2 separate regions of the Sus scrofa genome follow, and region 2 is linked to region 1. The links are chromatin contacts, called in public promoter capture Hi-C maps. All regions are on one chromosome and are shown on one strand. The core of a region is the stretch at or near the end of the contact, and the rest is flanking DNA. Distances in the headings are between cores, read along the strand shown.

Evidence for each region. Promoter capture Hi-C pulls out the DNA fragments that hold promoters and counts their contacts.
Region 2: a contact with region 1 is called in a promoter capture Hi-C map of liver, with 3 times the contacts expected there. The contact joins the promoter of PLOD1 here to the promoter of MTOR in region 1. A contact is called at or near these places in 1 of 5 promoter capture datasets (liver), 2 of 47 Hi-C or Micro-C datasets (heart right ventricle and liver) and 1 of 2 datasets of contacts at active chromatin or transcription factors (alveolar macrophages).

Annotation. Positions count from the first base shown.
Region 1 is chr6:71,407,871-71,414,283 of Sscrofa11.1, forward strand. It overlaps MTOR (serine/threonine-protein kinase mTOR), which reads right to left and starts at 5,043. Exons shown (of 58, transcript XM_003127584.6): 1 at 4,911-5,043; 2 at 2,471-2,646; 3 at 1,422-1,530; 4 at 469-701. The coding sequence starts at 2,632.
Region 2 is chr6:71,985,702-71,992,389 of Sscrofa11.1, forward strand. It overlaps PLOD1 (procollagen-lysine,2-oxoglutarate 5-dioxygenase 1), which reads left to right and starts at 2,237. Exons shown (of 19, transcript XM_003127577.5): 1 at 2,237-2,884. The coding sequence starts at 2,809.

The sequences.
Region 1 (6,413 bases), core at 3,793-6,292:
CATATGCCGTGGGAGCGGCCCCAAAGAAATAGCAAAAAGACAAAAATAAATAAATAAATAAATAAAAATGTATTCATTTTTGGCAGCACCCATGGCATGCAAAAGTTCCTGGGGACCAGGGATGAAACCTGCACCATAGCTGTAACCAGAGCCGTAGCAGCGACAACGCTGGATCCTTAACCTGCTGTTCCCATGAGGGAACTCCTTGGGAGGCAATCTGGATTCTGGAAAGTCAAGGTGAGAAGAAGCACTGCACAGAGGGCTGCCTCTCAAGCAATAAAGAGAACATTAAGTTTCCTCTGCAGGTGGGGAGCTCAGGGTAAAGAGAGAAAGGGATTCGGGACAGACCCTGAACCAAGAAGCACAGGGCCTTTGCCCGGAGCATCCGCTCTCATTCTCTGCCTTTCAGGGACCTGGGCACATGGTGGGAAGGACCTGACACGAGGCCACGGCTCCACAGGTACTCACAGCTGCGTGTCTCCGGCCCTCGTTTCGGTCAGCACCCAGCCACTCCAGGGCTCGCTTCACCTCAAACTCCACATACTCTGCAGTAAAAGTGTCTCCTGCCATGGCGAGGCGACCAATGGCCTTGGATGCCATTTCCATGACAACGGGGTCATTGGAGGGGAGGAGGTTCCGAAGATAGTTGGCAAATCTTCCGATTCGGGTGGCATTCCCGCCTTCCACTCCTATGAGGCTGGCTGGCAAAGAGAGGAAGGCAGAGGATGAGTCGGGCATGTGCGGTCCACGGAGGTCCACTGTCTTCAGAGGAAAGCTAGCGAGGGACCCCTTCCTCCTACTCTAAGCACAGACTGCAATTTCCAGCTGGTGAGGAGGCAAATAATTTCCATTCCATTTTAACAAACAGACTTAATGTTTGGACCAGAACTACTTAGATAAAGCAAAATGATCTCATCTTAATATTTTAGCATATACAGGTTTCCCAAGAAGAAAAGGAAAACAAACCAGGACTGAATAATAATTCACAGGATGGATAACCAGTCCCCATGAGCTGAAATTATCTGCCTTTTATTCACAGTCCCCTCAACTCTACTTTTCCATTTCTGAGCTCTGCTCTGCCAAACTTGGCTCTAGAGAGAAACAAGAGCCTGCAAAATGCAACAAGGGTAGCAGGAAGAAAGCTGACTTCCAGCCTCAGCTCTGGCGCACCAGCCCTGGAAAAGTCGCTTAGTGGTTCTGAGGCTCCATGTCTGAAAAAAACCCTCTTTGCCCTTGGGTTTGCCCAGGACTGTGGTTAAAATTAATAGCCGAATAAGCAACTGAAAGCCACAAGTCTCCTTAGAATTCATTAAACAAATATGAAGTGAGGATCCAGTAAGTAGTAGACACGGAGTGCAGTGGACACAAAGGACACAGTCCTGGATGTCCAGTTCTTACTGTGCCAGAGACCCTGTCCTTACCTATGGCCAAGATGCCGCCTTTCCTCTCATTGGCATCTGAGCTGGAAACCAGTTCAAAAATGTGATGGTTCAGCTGATCATAGAAACGAGTAGACTCCTCTTGACTCATCTGTAAAGGAAGACGTATTCAGGGCAATGTCTAATGTTCCCTGCTGGTGGGGGCGTGGGGTGCCTTTCGAAGACCAGAACCCAAGAGGTGGCCAGCAGGTGCAGTTAACCGAAGACGACACAGCCGCTGACCATCTCTGTTGTTTTAAACCGTAGAGCAATCATCTGTTTACTTAACCAATACCTACTGTGTATCTACTCAAGGGGAGGCCATGTCCTGTCCTAGATTCTACCTGGTAGCCTGGGTACAAGGCCAAAAAAGACACTGTCCCTACCTCAGGTCTGGCCTCTATTTGAAAAGCCCCAAGCAATCAACTCTTCAAACCCATCCCAACCCATGTTATCAGGCAGAAAGATTCAAAAGCCTGGAATGTGGCATGAAAAAGAAAAAAATTAAAAGAAACAGCCGATTCTTTTTCTTTCTTTCTTTCTTTCTTTCTTTTTTTTTTTTTTTTTTTTTTTTGTCTTTTTAGGGCCACACCTGAGGCATACGAAGTTTCCAGGCTGGGGGTTGAACCAGTGCTGTAACCGCTGCCTACACCACAGCCACAGCAACGCCAGATCCGAGCCATGTCTGCCACCTACACCACAGCTCATGGCAACGTGGTTCCTTAACCCACTGAGTGAGGCCAGGGATCGAACCCGCAACTTCATGGTTCCTAGTCGGATTCGTTTCCGCTGCACCATGACAGGAACTCCCGGAACAGCCAATTCTACTCTGACTCCTAAACTATCACAAGAAAGGAAATGCCACAGAAATGTGGAACTGTGGCAAAGGAACCTGCCCATTCTACAGACCTGAGAAATTGGGTGCCTTTCTAAACTAGAATCTTTGCCTTTTCTGAGCCCTCAATCAGCTGTCAAGAGGCATCTAAACCAGGAATGGCACATGCAGCCCCAAAAGGCCATGATGAAGGGCCCCAAACCGCAGCAGCTCCAACCTCTCGGAGCTCCATGGTGACATAGTGCTGGAGTTCCTTGGCAGCTTTGGCCCTGGTCTCCTCATTCCGGCTCTTCAGGCCACTGGCAAACTGCTGCAGGACGCTCACGTTGCTGGAAGTGGTGGTCGCTGTGGTGGCGGCGGCAGGTCCGGTTCCAAGCATTTTGCCCTGAGGTTCTTTGGAGAGAAGCTGGCTTTAATATTCTGGATAACAAACCATGGCGGTGAACTAATCTATGGCCCCACCTCCCCCCACAGGCCTCCACTCATCCACATCAGGCTGGGGATCCTAAAAAGGCTGGGAGACCCCAATGAAAAGCATGCAGAAAGCCTCAATTCATTTGATAACCACGGGTGTTGAAAGAGGCAGCAGAGCAGAGAAGGTCAAATTATGCTATGGGCTGTGCAGCCAGACTACCTGGGTGTGAATCCAGTCCAAAATTATATACCTCAAGGAAGACACTTCAAATATCTTAGTTATAATCGGAGGATAAGAGTACCTAACTCAGAGGACTGATGTGAAGATTAAACGAGCTAATACATGTTAAAAAGTGCTTAACATAGTGCTGGGCACACAGTGAGTTTGCAATAGTTGCTGGGTTAATATTATTATTATTACTACTACTCTGTACGTTGCACAGAGCCAGGTAGCAGAGATGGGGAGCGTGAGAGAAAACAAAGCAAGCCTAAGACTGCCCCTCTCCTCAAATTCACTTTAGAGAGGGAAACTGATTGTTATTCTATAGCAGCACGGGTCTGACAGAAATACGAGCTACAAATGTAACTTTAAAGTTCCTAGTAACCACATAGCAAAGGTCAAAAGATACAGGCAAAATTAGTTATTTTATTTACTCCAATATATCCAAATATCATTTCAACATGTCACAATATAAAAAGTTATGACAGGTGTTCCCTGGTGGCCTAGCAGTTACACATCCAGCACTGTCACAGCTGTAGCGCACGTTCGATCCCCGGCCCGGGAACTGATGCTTGATGTGGGCACAGCCCACTGCCTCCCTCCCCCCCAAATTACTGATATATTCACTTACGGCAATTTCTTTTTTTTTTTTTTAGGGCTGCACCTGCGTCATATGAAAGTTCCCAGGCTCGGGTCAAATCAGACTATGGCTACCGGCCTACACCACAGCCATAGCAACATGGGATCCTAGCCGTGTGTGTCACCTACACCACAGCTCATGGCAACATAGGATCCCTGACCCAATGAGTGAGGCCAGGGATCGAACCTACATCCTCATGGATACTAGTCGGATTCATTTCTGCTGCGCCCCAATGGAAACTCCACTTACTGCAATTTCAACTTAGCAATTTCAACATTTTCAAGTGCTCTAAGCCACCTGTGGTTGTTGTATTGGACAGCGCAGTTCCATAAAGACTAGTACTTGGAATGTAAGCTAAAAAAAGACTAATTAGTTCCTGAGATCAGGCATTTGTTCCACAATTATGTATTGCCCCTCCCCTCAGCAAGCTTACAGTCTAGGAGGAAGTACAGACAATCCGGCAACCACAATAAAGTGGCCATAACAGAACTCGGCCCAGACTGCGACGGCCGTAACATATACACCTATCCTAGGGTATGTCCTGATTATATTAGAAAATCAAATTTTCAAAATTCTTGTTTTTGAAAGAATTTGTGAAATGCAGGAAAAAACAAACAAACAAACAAAAAAACCAGGGACTAATTGGTTCTGAAAGGGTGCAAAGACTGCAGAAGGAAGTGTCAAACTTCAGGAGAGAGGAAACCCAAGGGCTCCAAATGGGAAAACTACTACAGAGTGTGTGGTGCTTGTCTATGACGAGGGGGAGGGAGGCTGGCAAAGAATTTCCAGTCGAAGGAAGGAACCAGTATATCTTAATAAGGTCTAAGGCCTCCAGGCAGAAGTCAAAATACTAGGAGTGAAATATCTATCTTAAGGGTCTTGGCGAGGGCTTACACAAGTTAACGTCAGGTGGCTGAAACTAGGGATGGGGGCGGGGGAAGCAGAGGAGATGAAGCTCAGGGATGGAACCCAGCTCAGCTCTGCGAAATGGGTGCTTGAGAGGTCTCCACGGTGGAGCTAAAGGGGCTGACACTGACGCTGGTCCTCTCGGAGGCCAATCGGTAGGTGGCTCATAGGGGTGACTGATGCGCAAGGCGACCCAAATGCTCCCCAGCAATACAGGAGCTCATGGGCCCGCCTTCACGGCGCCAGAGACATAGCGTGAGCTAAAGGGTCCGGGGGTTTCCTGGGGATCCGGGAGGAGGTGGGCGTTGCCTCGCGGGGGTCAAGGGCTCCGGCGGCGCCCAAGTCCTTTGGGCCAGTACTGAGGGGACCCCACGTCTCAAACGCACGACTTCCTGGGGGTCCCCCCACGGACCAGGTTGGCCGTGGGTCTGGACATTCCACCGCCTTGGAGGGGTCGGTGCCAGGCCCCAGACTCACCGCGCGGCTTCGGCCGAGGGCTCAGCTGCCGCCACCAGCGCCGGTTCCACTGCTTCAGGCCCCCAGCCCCACCACCCGCCTTCCCCGCTGTCCTCTAAGCCGGGCGGGAGGGAGGGCAGTCTCCCAACACAAAGGACCAATCGATGGGCGCAAGAAGAAGATGGACTGGAATGGAGACCAATAGTAATGAAGGAGAAGTGAAGCTTCAGGACCCGGCTTCTCCGCGGGGCGGAGACTATTCAAATAGACAAACCCTGTGGCCAGTGGCAGGCGAAATAAAGCTTAGATCCTCTCGAAAAAACCAATCGCTGGTGAGTTGACTTCAGTCACTTCCACGCACACATCCGGTGCATCGCTAGTATATTTCCCCTCAGCACCTGGGCTGTGGCCACGCCGAGTCCGCCGCCTGGGTACCGCGGGATTGGGACCACGAGGCAGTAGACCGTGGCTCGAGAACCCGCCGCGTTTAATCTTCAAGATCAAAGTTTAGCGATGCCTGCGCACTATAGTTACTAGAGTAAAAGACGTGGAAGTTTCTGACTAGCATTTCTTGTGCACTCGTGATTTCTCTTTTGTTAAATACGCATTTGAAAGCGCTTTTGGATTTCCCCACTTTTCCAAAATTACCTAGGTCGTAAGATCTTTCGCAAGAAACCATAGACAAGTTTTAGCTAAATGGGTTACTCATAAATAATTTCAAAGCAGGATCATTTTAAAAACATGCTTTCTAGGAGTTCCCGTCGTGGCGCAGTGGTTAACGAATCCTACTAGGAACCATGAGGTTGCGGGTTCGATCCCTGCCCTTGCTCAGTGGGTTAACGATCCGTCGTTGCCATGAGCTGTGGTGTAGGCCACACACGCGGCTCGGATCCCGCGTTGCTGTGGCTCTGGCGTAGGCCGGTGGCTACAGCTCCGATTGGACCCCTAGCCTGGGGAGTGGCCCAAGAAATGGCAAAAAGACAAAAAAAAAAAAAAAAAAAAAAAAAAAAAAAAAAAGCTTTCTAAAATCAATAGCAGGAGTTCCCCTTGTGGCTGCAATGGAAACGAATACGTCTGGGAACCATGAGGTTGCGGGTTCGATCCCTGGCCTCGCTCGGTGGGTTAAGGATCTGGCATTGCCGTGAGCTGTGGTGTAGGTTCCAGACATGGCTCGGATCTGGTGTGGCTGTGGCATAGGCTGGCGCTGTAGCTCTGCTTAACCCCTAGACTGGGAACCTCCATATGTGGTCCTTCAAAGCAAAAAAACAAAACAAAACAAAAAAAAAATAGCAAAAATAAATTTGACATCTCATTTTTTTTTTTTTAAAGCATGGTCTATTGCAATAAACTTTAAAAATTCCTGTATCTTATAATAGGAATCCGATTAAATAAAATATGCATTCCTATTACCGAAACCTCACATAGGCATTAATAATCACAATCTAGATGAATATTTGCTAAAAAAGTAAAGGGTTCACAGTCTGCTAAAAAAAATTCAGGTTATAAAATTTAAGTCTAATATAA
Region 2 (6,688 bases), core at 987-3,486, 580 kb after region 1:
ATCATCGAAGGAGCTACCCGTGGGACCAGCTGATAGGTGTGGGGCAGGGAGGAGGCCCGCTGGCAGCACAGAATGTGGCTGTCCACTGAGGTCATCGCTCTGCCTAGGGTCAAGAAAGGAAACGGTGGAGTTCCCGCTGTGGCGCAACGGGATGGGCAGTGTCGCTGCACTGCTGGGATGCAGGTTCGATCCTCAGCTCAGCAGTGGGTTAAGGATCTGGAGTTGCCACAGCTGCAGCCTTGGTGACAAACGTGGCTCAGATCTGATCCCTGGCCTGGGAATGCCATGTGCCTCGGGGCAGCCTAAAAAGAAAAAAGAAGAAGAAAAAGAAAAGAAAGGAAATGGTAAGAGTGGAGAAAAGCACAGGATGAAAGGGGGAAAAGCCCCTCATGGTAGCAGACAATAGCGCCCCCAGCCCAGCTCTCCTTCCAGTTCCTTCCCAGAAAAGCAGAGTCCTTTGCCTTTAACTACACACAACACGTGCAGCACGTACCAGGAGTAACATCTGGGCAGCAGCCAAGCTGCTTAAAGAGACCGGCCCTCCTTTTGGATGACGCTTGGACCGAGTTCAAGTTCCAGCAATTTGGCGAAGGGAGCAGGGAAATAAATACCGAAGTTGCGGCAGGCAGGTCTCGCCAGGGTGAATCCTTTCTCCGAGGGAGGGCAGCAGCCTCCAAGGTTGATCCCTCTCCAGTTTTACAATGACTCTGGGGGCCCCCAAGGATCTTTCTTTCTGCCCACAGTACATCATCATCCAGGTACTCCTTGGGCCCCAGCAAATGCAAAGGGTGAGCTGAGTTTCTAAGTCACCTCCCTGATGTGGTCCCACATCAGCTGTGTGACTTCGAGCAACTGGCGTCACTTCTCTGAGCCCCGGTTTCCTATTTCGGAAAATGGAGCCATGACTGCCCACCTCGCAGGGCTGTGGGCAACATGGCCTGAGTCAGAGCTTTGAAAACTGAGCCAGCCGACACATGCTCCGACTCTTCCCCTCTGCTTATCCTTTCATTTCCTCCTTGGAGGAGCTGGAATTTCAGTCTGCAGGCTCCTGCATGCAAAAACATCCGGTTGACTCTGGCACCAAATCCTGTCCCCAGCTGCAAAAACCACCCCCACCCCTGAGTTCCAGGTCCCAGATGGGTGGCTCTGGATTGCATTCATGTCTCTTCACTTTAGTTGCCTTTTGACCTTGACCGTGCTGCTGGGTACCCCCCCCCCCGCCCCCCAGGCCTCACTTTTACCGTCTTTACGGTAACAAATCTCTCTACAATGAGATGACCTCCTTGGTGGCCAGGGGTTGTACCTACCTTCAAACAAGAACATGTGTTGGCTTTGTTTGGACTGTATATGGTGTATATTCGTTGCTCACTGATAACCAGGACGTTTCTCTTCCCTCCGCCACCCAGGTTTGTACTCACTACCCACCTCTCTGGAGCCTAACTTGCTGAAAATAGGCCCCCACACCTCTGTTTCAGGGTCTCTTCCAAGGAAGGGAGTTTTGGGAGTTTTGCTGTTGTTGTTTCTCAAGAGATGGTTGCCTCTAGCTGACCTCTGCTCCAGGAGTTCTCATTCTAAAAACCATTGAGTTCTTTGTTGGGCCTTGAAGATCCACATCTGTGAAAAGACCCTAAATGGTTCCTTTCTTTCTTCCTCTTTTTTTTTTTTTTTAAATTTTTGTCTTTTCAGGGTCGCACCTGTGGCATATGGAGGTTCCCAGGCTAGGGGTCTAATCGGAGCTGTAGCCACCGGCCTATGCCACCGCCACAGCAATGTGGGATCCGAGCTACGCCACAGCTCACGGCAATGCCGGATCCACTGAGTGAGGCCAGGGATCGAACCTGCAACCTCATAGTTCCTAGTCAGATTCGTTTCTGCTGCGCCACGATGAGAGCACCTCTTCCCCTTTTTCTTTCTTTCTTTCGCTTTGTGGGATGCAGAAGTTCCTGTGCCTGGAATGGAACCTGTGCCACAGCAGTGACCCAAGCCATAGCAGTGACCACATCAGATCCTTAATTGCTAGGCCACCAGGGAACACTTTTTCATTCATTCATTCATTCAATGGGACCTCATGAACAAGACCTTCCCTGGATGGGAGATTACCTTTGCCTCCCGGGGACAAAAAGGCAGACTAAGTGAGTCTCTTTTTGCAAGGATGGTGTGTGTGTGTGTGGAGGGGGGGGTCATGTGCTTTCTTCACTTCCAGCAGCCAGGAGCCGCTCCGCAGGGGTGTGGATGCTTCTGAACACATTGCTGCCCTGCCTCACCCACTCCAGGCTCAGACCCTGATAGCCATGGCCCTGGCCAAGGACTCAGGAAATCTCATGAACTGAGATTTAGAGGGTTTATCAAGGCGCTGTTCTAAACGCACTGCAGGTAACGATGTCATTAATCCGCGCATAGAGTCCGAGGAATAGATGCCATTATAAATCCCACTTCTCCGGGGCGAAACTGAGGCTCAGGATACCATCCAGCCTTGGCTCGGAGTCTGGGGTATGGAAATTGTTGCCTCGCCCCCATCTCCCCTTCTCTTCCTGGTCGGAGTGCAGCCCCCTGGAGAAAGGTGGGAGGAAGTCGGCGGCGGCAGGACCCGGGAGCCGCAGAGACAGGCCGGAGGGAGCTGCCCGGACTCGGAGAGGCCGCGGGTTCGGGCGAGTCTGCAGAAAACCCTTCCCCCAGGCGGTGGGGGCGGGGCGACACCGCCCCCGGGGCGGGCCCAGTGCGTGGCAGCGGGATCACCGGCCCCGTCGCGAAGTTTCCAGCTTTTTTGCGAGAGCCGCTGGATCAGCCGGACGTCCCCAGGCCCTGGCCATGCGGCTCCTGCTACTTCTGGCCCCACTGGGCTGGCTGCTTCTGACCGAAACGAAGGGTGACGCCAAACCGGAGGGTGAGGACCCGAGGCCCGGAGCGGGAGAGAGGGATGGGGGTGGGGGAGGGCTGGGCTGGGGGCCGTCTCGGTTAGGACCCATCGGTATGGGAGGCCTGGGCTTCGGAGGGTTTCTGAGTTCAGACTCCATGTCCACTGACTCGCTGGTGACTTGGACAAAACACTTCCCTCTTAGGGTTGGGGTTCCCACAGTCGCTCAGCTGGAAGGGCCAAAGTCCCGTTCAGTCCCAGAGGGGCAAGTAATATGACCGCTGGTAATAATGACAGTAGCTACTCTTTACAGAGCACTCGCTCTGAGTCAGGCATCAGTTTAGCAGGATCACATCCTTAAGATGTGCATCCTTCCATTCCCATTTTCCAGCTGGGCAAACTGAGGCCCTAGAGTCGGTTCACTTGCCCAGGGTCACACAGCATGTGGGCTTTGGAACCAGGATTCACACCCAGGCCTCACCACCTGGGGGTGAGGGGCCCCTGGGCAGGGGTAGGGGTGGGAGGGGTGGCTCACAATGGGGAGCCGTCTGACCTTCACCTGTGTCCTCTGTGGTCTGCTCTGCCCCTGCCAGGTGGGTCTTCCCCTCTCTGGGTTGCACCTGAGGAAACTAAGGCCCAGGCAGGTGTGGTGGCTGCCCAGGTTGTCCAGCTTTGGAGAGGGTGGTCTCAGATCTGGTGCACTCTGCGCCTCATGCTCCTTCTGCATCCTCAAGGCAGCTTGGGTTTCAAAGTGTGTCCCAGTATCCTGGGGGCGAGTGCCTCTCTCCTCCCCAGCCCTCCGTGGACCACCTTCAGGGCTGCCCAGTGAGCCTCTGAAAGTCCCAGGAGGGTGTAGACCGGGGACAGTCCCAGCAAAGCAGAGATGGAACTGGCCATACCTTCCGTCATCCCCCGTCCCCCCCACCTCCAAGAGAACCTCGGAGTGGGGTGGGGCAGGGTAGTAGGTTAACAGACCCTTGGGCCAGGGGAAGGGATGGGAACCACCATTTCTTTTTTCTTTTTTTTTTTTAATTGTAGTTGATTCAGGGAGTTCCCGTTGTGGCTCAGTGATAATGAACCTGACTAGTATCCGTGACGACATGGGTTCAATCCCTGGCCTTGCTCAGTGGGTTAAGGATCCGGCGTTGCCCTGAGCTGTGGTGTAGGTCACAGACTTGGCTTGGATCCCTCACTGCTGTGGCTGTGGTATAGGTGCAGGCTGGCAGCTGCGGCTCCTATTGGACCCCTAGCCTGGGAACTTCCATACGATGTGGGTGTGGCCTAAAAAAAAAAAAAGATATAGTTGATTTACAGTGTTGTGCCAGGAAACCATTTCTTGAGTACTTTCTTGGTGCCATGTTCTGCCCAAAGCCACATGTCTCCCGTGGTAAAGCAGTTGTGATTTATCTCCGTGAGGCTTGGTGTTCTAGCCTGTAAAACCAGGGTGATGGTACCTCAGTGCTAGCGCTCTTGCAAGGATTCGGTGGGATGAGGCCTTTGGTGAGAGTTCAGCTCAATGCCCAGCCCTTAAAAGCATTTTCTGGGAGTTCCCATCATGGCTCAGCAGTAACAAATTTGACTAGTATCCATGAGGACGCAGGTTTGATCCCTGGCCTTGCTGGGTGGGTTAAGGATCCAGTGTTGCTCTGAGCTGTGGTGTAGGTTGCAGACGCGGCTGAGATCTGGTGTTGCTGTAGCTGTGGTGTAGGCCGGCAACTACAGCTCTGATTGCACCCCTAGCCTAGGAACTTCCATATGTAGTGGGTGCGGCCCTAAAACACCAAAAATAAAAATAAAAATAAAAATAAATAAATAAAAGCATTTTCCTTCTTTTTAAAAACATTTAAAAAATTTTTTTTTGCTTTTTAGGGCCACACCTGGGCAGCATATGGAGGCTCCCAGGCTAGAGGAGTCTAATTGGAACTATCTAAAATACCTCATAGACAGTAAGCAGGTCCTCAGACCCGTGGCTGGTGGCAGGTCACTGTCAAGTTTAGGCCTTGTGCTTTCCTTGCTCTGTTCAGACCCTTTTGACACATAAGGACTCATTAGCCTCATTTTGCACCTGGGAAGACGGGGTCTCTAAAAGGTTGAGCACCTGGCCTCAGGTTGCCACAGCTGGTCGGAGGTGGCGTCATCATCTGGGACTCAGACCCTCTGCTCATTCCTGCTGACCCCTACCTCTGGATGGGGGGGATGTTGCCCAGAGATGCTGCCTGGGGGAGTCTCCCCAACTCTGCCAGACCCAGCTAGTTGGGCCCCTGCAGCCTGCTGGCCAAGAAGACAGAGCGGGTGGGGGTTCTTTCCTGTAGGCCTTGCCCAAGCTGCCCACAGCCATCAGCCACTCGCAGAGGCCAGCTTCTTCCTCCCCGGGCTGGGTGCTGATGCCCAGCCCAGCACCAGGTGTCTAGGACGGGGCAGCTGCTGAGGAGTGCCAGCACCAGGTGTCTAGGACGGGGCAGCTGCTGAGGAGTGTTCCCCTGGGACAGGCCCAGGGATGGTGCCCTGTGTCCCTTGGGGGCACAGCAAGGCCTGAAGTCAGGCAGGGGGTTTGCTGTGCAGGGTGTGGTGGGTGGAGATGCTTTCAGCAGCGAATCCACCCGCATCCCAATCCCCAAGGGTCCAGCTCATGGAGAGAAAGACGGCGGTTCTCACTTTCAGGGCTCCCGGTCCCAGGGGGGACACAGAGCTTCTCACCCCAGGGGATGCCCAATCTGGTGGGGAGACACAGCCCTCTGCCCCCAGAGAACCTTGTCCTGGGGAAGTCCCCAGACTGATGCAGGGGGACAGAGAAAGGCCTAGAGCAGCATCCGTACCAGCAAATTTGCACAGAGCCGAGGGGGTGGGGGAGTCCAGATGCCACAGGGTCCTTTCTCCCATTTGTAGATGTTTCTAACGGAGCCCCTGCTCACTCCCTGGACTCACACCTTTCCCTGCAGGCCTTCCTCTGGCCATGGAGAGGGAGGGACCAGCCCGGAACCCAACAGCCGCTGAGATCTGAGGCTCCAGGGGTGTCAGCTGGGGTTGGGGCTGGGGGAGCTTCAGGGGTCGTCCTGTTCCACAGAGGATATGGAGAAGCAGGCAAGCCCAGCTGGTTGTGTGTGTGTGTGTGTGTGTTGGGAGGGGGGCATATTGAGGTGGCGGAAATGAGTGGGCGGCTCTGGCCCTGAGAATCACCATCTCCTGGCTTCCGGTCCAGCCCCAGGTGGGCGTGGGGGATGAGGGGGGAGCTTCATTCATTCCCACGTCCCCAGAGAGCAGACTGGGTGCGTCATAACCATGCCTTGAAAGCCAAGGCCACACGCTGCCCATCTGCCCATCTGCTCCCTTGCCTGGGCCGGCAGTGCCTGGGGAGAGGAGGTGGCATCTAACAGAAGCCAAACCAGGCCCGAGTCCTCAGCCTTCTCCTAGGCTCCCAGAGGTGTCTGTACCCCCACTAGCACACCCAGCTCCCAGGAAGGTGGCGCCTCTCCATCCCTGCCCTCACCCCCAGGGCAGCACCTCTATTAGGGGAGGTTCCCTGTGACAGAAACGCCAGATACTGTGCTCAGCCCTTCATGGACGTGAGCTCATTCAACCCTCACGAGCGCCTCCGGAGGAAGATCCTGTAATTATTGCTCCATTTACAGAGGAAACAGGCGCAGAGGGGCTGTTTCTCACCCAGCCATCTGTTGCTGGCAGTTTGCCACCCCACTCTGCGATCTGGCTTATCTCTGCGGACCCTGGTCACGGGGCATCTGGGGAAACCAGTGCTGGACTTTGGGCCGTAGGTTGGGGGACCGAGAGCCTTGGATGTGGGGCCTCACGTGGGCCCTGGCCTCAGCCCGGGCAGCT